Regions from separate parts of the Sus scrofa genome. Here region 1 is linked to region 2. A link is a contact called in public Hi-C data. All regions are on one chromosome and are shown on one strand. Each heading gives the region's core, a stretch centred on a gene start, on an enhancer-like site or on the middle of the called end of the contact. The rest is flanking DNA. Distances are from core to core; before and after follow the strand shown. Region 1 holds the start of KCTD5 (BTB/POZ domain-containing protein KCTD5). Region 2 holds the start of FLYWCH1 (FLYWCH-type zinc finger-containing protein 1).

What was found. Hi-C and Micro-C count contacts between places; a contact is called where the count stands out from the background.
Region 1: a contact with region 2 is called in a Hi-C map of epiblast stem cells, with 1.8 times the contacts expected there. The contact joins the promoter of KCTD5 here to the promoter of FLYWCH1 in region 2. A contact is called at or near these places in 3 of 47 Hi-C or Micro-C datasets (epiblast stem cells, fetal skeletal muscle and liver).

Annotation. Positions count from the first base shown.
Region 1 is chr3:39,428,216-39,430,915 of Sscrofa11.1, forward strand. It overlaps KCTD5 (BTB/POZ domain-containing protein KCTD5), which reads right to left and starts at 1,393. Exons shown (of 6, transcript XM_013987853.2): 1 at 1,093-1,393. The coding sequence starts at 1,344. PDPK1 (3-phosphoinositide-dependent protein kinase 1) reads right to left here. Exons shown (of 14, transcript XM_021086751.1): 14 at 1,713-2,700.
Region 2 is chr3:39,243,447-39,246,146 of Sscrofa11.1, forward strand. It overlaps FLYWCH1 (FLYWCH-type zinc finger-containing protein 1), which reads right to left and starts at 1,297. Exons shown (of 10, transcript XM_021086740.1): 1 at 1,045-1,297.

The DNA of each region.
Region 1 (2,700 bases), core at 143-2,642, 180 kb after region 2:
TCAACCCTAGTTCTACCCAGGACTGGTGGTTCTGTGGTCACTCGAGGTCTCATTTCCCGATCCTAAGGTCAGGCCACTCTGAGGATGATCTCGGTCGGGCTTCTGGATCTGGACAAGGGATCACACTCTTTCTGGGAAGCCTATGCCTGGCAAATGCTGGGCTGGCAAGGCACAAGGCCAAGGGCAATTACGTAGGCCCAAGCCAAAGGCAGGAAAGTTAGGATAAGGCCTGTGAACCGCCTAGGATACGTACAGGGAATAACTCTTCTTCCAGCACAGCCTTTTTTTGAGTTTCGATGCCATACAGCTGCCGAGACAATTCTTTAAGTAATAATCGAAACAGCTTCTATTATCACCTGCACAACAGTCTGATGAAACACAAGCAGCAAACCAACCTAGAAACTCCTATCCTTTTGAGAGAGCAGCAGGAAAACTAGGTTAATGAGAAAGTAGATTGAAAAAGATTTCCTATCTGGCCCTTCCTTGACACCCCTGAGCCACGCCTCAATATGAGCCACATTCCCTTCGAAAATCACTCTATGGACGGCACTTTTTGAGACTGTTGTGTGGGTGCGTGTTGTGGCTGAAAACGATGGAGCGCCAACTCCCTAAATGCAAGTCACTGAGAAAGGCAGGCCACTAGTATCAAACCCCACGCTAACGTTAAGTAAAACGTCTGGAATGTGAGAAAATGAGGGGAACATGGGGATTCGGGATTCCAGAGCCAGTCAGTACACCGGGACGGAGAAGAGAAGGTGCTCCCGGCGGGGGCAAAAGAACCTAGGAGAGAAAAGAAAGTAGATCCCAGCAGAGTCCGGGGTCTGGGAAACCTCCTCCGCGGAAGAGCAGAGGAGGGCGAGACAGACACCCCGAGGGGGAGTGGCTGGGGCTCTCGGAGGGCGGTGGGAGCCAGGGCGCCATCCTGTTCATCCTCGGCCCAGGACAGGGAGTCGGGGGCTCCGGTCGGGCTGGTGAGCAGGGGGCAGCGAGACCCGGAGCCGGGGCGGTTCTCTCAGAGTGGGTCAGGGGGTGTGTGTGGGGCCGCCGACGGGGGCGGCCCGAATCCTCCTGGCTGGCCCGCGCGGCCCTCACCTTGTCCGAGTCCAGGTCGGGGTCGGCCTGGCACAAACGGTACAGGAAGGATTTCGGATCCCGGCACAGCGTCTGCCGAGTGGTGAGGAAGTAGGTGCCGCCGACGTTGAGCCGGACCCATTTGGACACGTTGCCGGGGCGCTGGGCCAAGGTGCCGAGCCCCGCGCTGCAGCGGCGGCACAGGCTGCCCCCCAGCCCCGCCCCGAGGCCGCCCGGGGCCGGCGGCAGCAGCTCGCAGTGACTCTCCGCCATGATCCCAGCAAGCCCGGCCACAGCTCCCCTCTGCCGGAAGCGTCCGGCCTTTAATACAGTCCTCCGGGCTCTGTCCCGCCCACGGGTCCGCCCTCGTAAGGCGCCCACCCCGGCGTCACGCGGGAGGCGGAAGTTCCGGTCCGGAAAAGCGGCCGGCCGTGCCCCCTTCCGGCCAAGTCCGGCGCGGCGTGGTCCGGCATCGCCCTTGTGGGCAGGCGGCGGTGGAGCCCGGCGTCGCGCTTGAGAGGGGCTGGCCGGTCTTCGCCGGGCGCGCGCTGTGCCCGAACACCCTGTTCCTGGCCCCGAATTCAGGTCGCCCTGCGACGCCCGACCCGCGCCCCGGCCAAAGAAAGCTACATCAGTGAGCGTCTACATTCTACATGCTTTTTTATTACAAGGCTACCGAGCATACGTGGAAAATTCATCATCCGGTAACTACACCTAAAGCACAAATATTTGAAAAAAAAGAATAAACAGATTCATTAAATTATGATATGATTAAATCATCGACCAAATAGAAAATTTATATAATAAAGCCAGAAAAAAAGTTGTAAAATATAGTTTACAATAATTATTCACATTCAAGGCTGTACATCAATACATACAACAACGTGGCCCGAACATGAATTCAACCCAAATAATTCATATATTAGATTTTAAATAACACAGACTGAACTAGAGGCCAACAATAGCCAGCAAATAACCTTATATAAGAATAAAAATACAAAAGTGTATATCCTAATATCATTGCATTATTTGTTTCCGTAAGTTTTTTTTTTTTTTAATATTTGCTTTGCCTGTACATCACAGTTACAGCTACAGACCAGGTAGAGAATATTACACATGTTCTGACTGCCACCAACCTGAAAGACAGCTAGCATACTACTGATTCATCCTATTTTGTGTTGTTAATAGCTACAGCAGCTCTAAATATTGCGAAACTTTGATTTTGTCAGTGTCCAATCAAACGTAGGATCATGGCAGAGGCTTTTCACCAGCAAAATGGCCCCTACTTATAGTCAGGCAGCCAGAAGGGTTAGACGAGGGTGGACCCCACAGCTAAAAAAGGTGCGCCTTTTGTAAAAAGTTCTCTGTACATAAAGTTTGGTCGTTCTTCATACTGAAGAAATGAGTTCTGGGTAAATTCTGGTACACATGAGGCCTGTTTAGTTGCCCACCATGGCTGTCTGAACTACAGGTAAAACTGCCCTTTGCCGGAAGAGCTTCCTCCCCAGACCAGTTCTCCACAGGCAGCCTAATTTACAACCCTGCACTCTTGGGCCAGCAGCCTGCACCCTCAGAGGCTCTGGGAGTGACACCTGCCCTGATTTAAGGCACTTGCCATGGAGTCTGCCT
Region 2 (2,700 bases), core at 47-2,546:
TACTTACTGCTGTGGTATGGGTTTGATCCCTGGCCCAGAAACATCCACCCGCTGTGGGTATGGCCAAAAAAAAAAAGCCTGTCTCAGTCTCTGTTATAAATGCTCCACAGTCTAGCCTCCACATACTCTCTCTGCCCCAAGTCTGACCAGGAGCTTTTGGGAGAGGAACAAAATAATAAACCAGACCGAATCAAACCAAGTCCTGGAAATGATTTTGGCCCTGAAAGCATTAATGTCAAAATAATAAAAATATGCCCTTTCTTTGGAATCGGTGATGTTTACGCGTGATTATGTCACTGGAGCTCAGCATCCTCTGGAGGCAAGGCGTGGGGGGGTGCAAGACTGCCACTTAAAGCAAGCGCTTTACACTGGGTCAGACTCACTTGGTCCTGAAATCGGTTCAATGTGGTGATAATAGTCTTTTGGAATGGAAAGAACAGACCAGAATAGAATAGAAAGGAATAGAAGAGGATAGAATCAGAAGCCAGGCAGAGTAGATCTGGCTGCATCACGTGAGGTCCGGGTAACTGTCTCCCTTTAAACTTCTCTTTCAGTAATCCGCATCTACAGGCATGTAAAACATATTTCTTAGAGTAGGTTGGGTCAAAAAAGTTTGAAAGCGCCAACAGGCAATCTACATATTCGGCGTGGAAGGTGTAACGACAGCAAAAAGTGCAAGGTCACGGGGACCTCCAGAGCCGCAAAGATGGGATGGGGCTGGGATGGATGCCAGGCCGGAGGGCAGTACTGGTTGGGACAGACATGTTCCAGGAAAGGCAGGCGAATGTGGGGCTCCCTGATTTGGGATGTCTGGGCTCAGTCCCGGGGTCGGGTGGGTCGTGGGGTCGGAAGATCGAGGAGAAAGGAGGCAGCGAATCGCAGGTGAAGGACAAGGAGCGGCCTGAGCGCCGCGACGCAGAGTACGGGGACACCCGCCCCTCCCGAGTATCAGTGGTCCTGGGGGCCCCCCGGGAAAGCCTGGCCCGGGGCCGACCAGACGGAGGGACCCGAGACCCTCCCCGACCCGCTGGGGCCCGTCCTCACCGGGCACTGGCCAGGCGGCGACGGCAGCGGGGCCCTCCCTCTCCGGAGACCGAGCTGTGCCGGGTCCTTTGGCCTCGGGCCGCTGCAGCCACCGGAGTCGATCTCACGGCCCAGACCCCTCCGGCCACCGCAACCCGGGTGCCCACGCCCCGCCCCCACCTGCCCCTCGGGAGCGAGCCCCGTGCCGCGCGCGCCACCCGGCTGGCAGTAGGGAGCGCGCGCCGCCCGGCGGGGGCGCCTGCCTCTCGGAGCGCAAAAGCGGGTTCCTAGTGAGCATGCGCAGCAAAGCCGTGGGGGACCCCTTCCTCCGGTAACGTCCGCTTCTCCGGGTCTTCCCTGAGCGGCGCCTGCTGGAGTCCCGGCCAATCGGCCGCGGGAGGCGGGGCCGGGGCTGGCGAAAGAGGCGGGGCAAGCCCAGGATTGGGCGGCAGAGGCGGCAGGGAACCGAGCGTTGCTCGGACCTTTGGCTTGGCCGGGGGTCGTGGGCGGTGCTTGGAGAAGAGAGCTGGGGGGCTTAATTGAGCCCCCAGACCTGTCCCAGGATTTGACTCAGCTCAGTGAGCGAAAGCCCTTATTTAAATGCATTCAATGCCCGTTACTTTCCTTAGCCAGCCGAAGGAAATTTCTTACGCACCTCCTCGAAATCCTCCAATGACCCACCCCGAAGCTGGGCCAATTGGAGATTCAAAATAAAGAATGGTAACAGCAGATTGTAACTTAGAATAAAATAAGAATCCGGGATCGATAGTGATGCAAAGAAGTAAATGGGGAGAAGAGAAAGCTCTTTCTTAGGGTAGAATGTCAACTAAAAAATGCAGACGGAATGATGCAGAAACTCACCGTTTGGCGACCGTCGTTAATAGGCAAACATCAACAATGGACGCTAAAACCGAAGGGTGAAAGTTTGGTAAGGAACTAGTATTTACATAGTTCAAGAGTACAGATCGCCCGACAAGATATTTATTCATTACAAAGAGGGAAATATGAATTTTACAGTACAGAAACTTCTCAAAGTGTAGTCTGGGATTCCTGGAAGTCCCCATGGAATATTCCATTGATGATGTGTATCAAGGTGAATGCTGAAGCACATATGAGAACCTGTAATCTTCTCTTAAGCCTACATTAAGGATATTTGCAAAAATGTAAAACAATGCTAGTCTCATTAAATGTCTTTGTTTTGGAAAATATAGCAATTTTCATAAAAATATGTTAACACATAAAACGTTTATGACTGTATCTTTCGGTAACCGATTTATTGGGTATAATTCACATACCATACAATTCACCCACTTAAATTGTACAACTGAATGGTTTTTAGTATATTCACAGCGATGCCAACATCACCACAATCAGTGTTAGAATAATTTCATCACTCCAAAAAGAAACCTTTACTCATCACCCCCAAGTCCCCCAGCGTCCCACCCTAAGCAACTGTTAATCTACTTTCTGTCTCTATAGATTTGCAGGTTCGAGGGAGCTCCTGGACATTTCGTTTAAACGGAATCATACACCATGTGGTCTTTTGCATCTGCTTTCTTTCACTTAGCATAGTGTTTTCAAAGCCTATCCATATAGTAGCATGCCAGCAGTACTGCATGTTTTTTGTTTTTTATCTTTTTACCTTTTCTAGGGCCGCTCCTGCAGCATATGGAGATT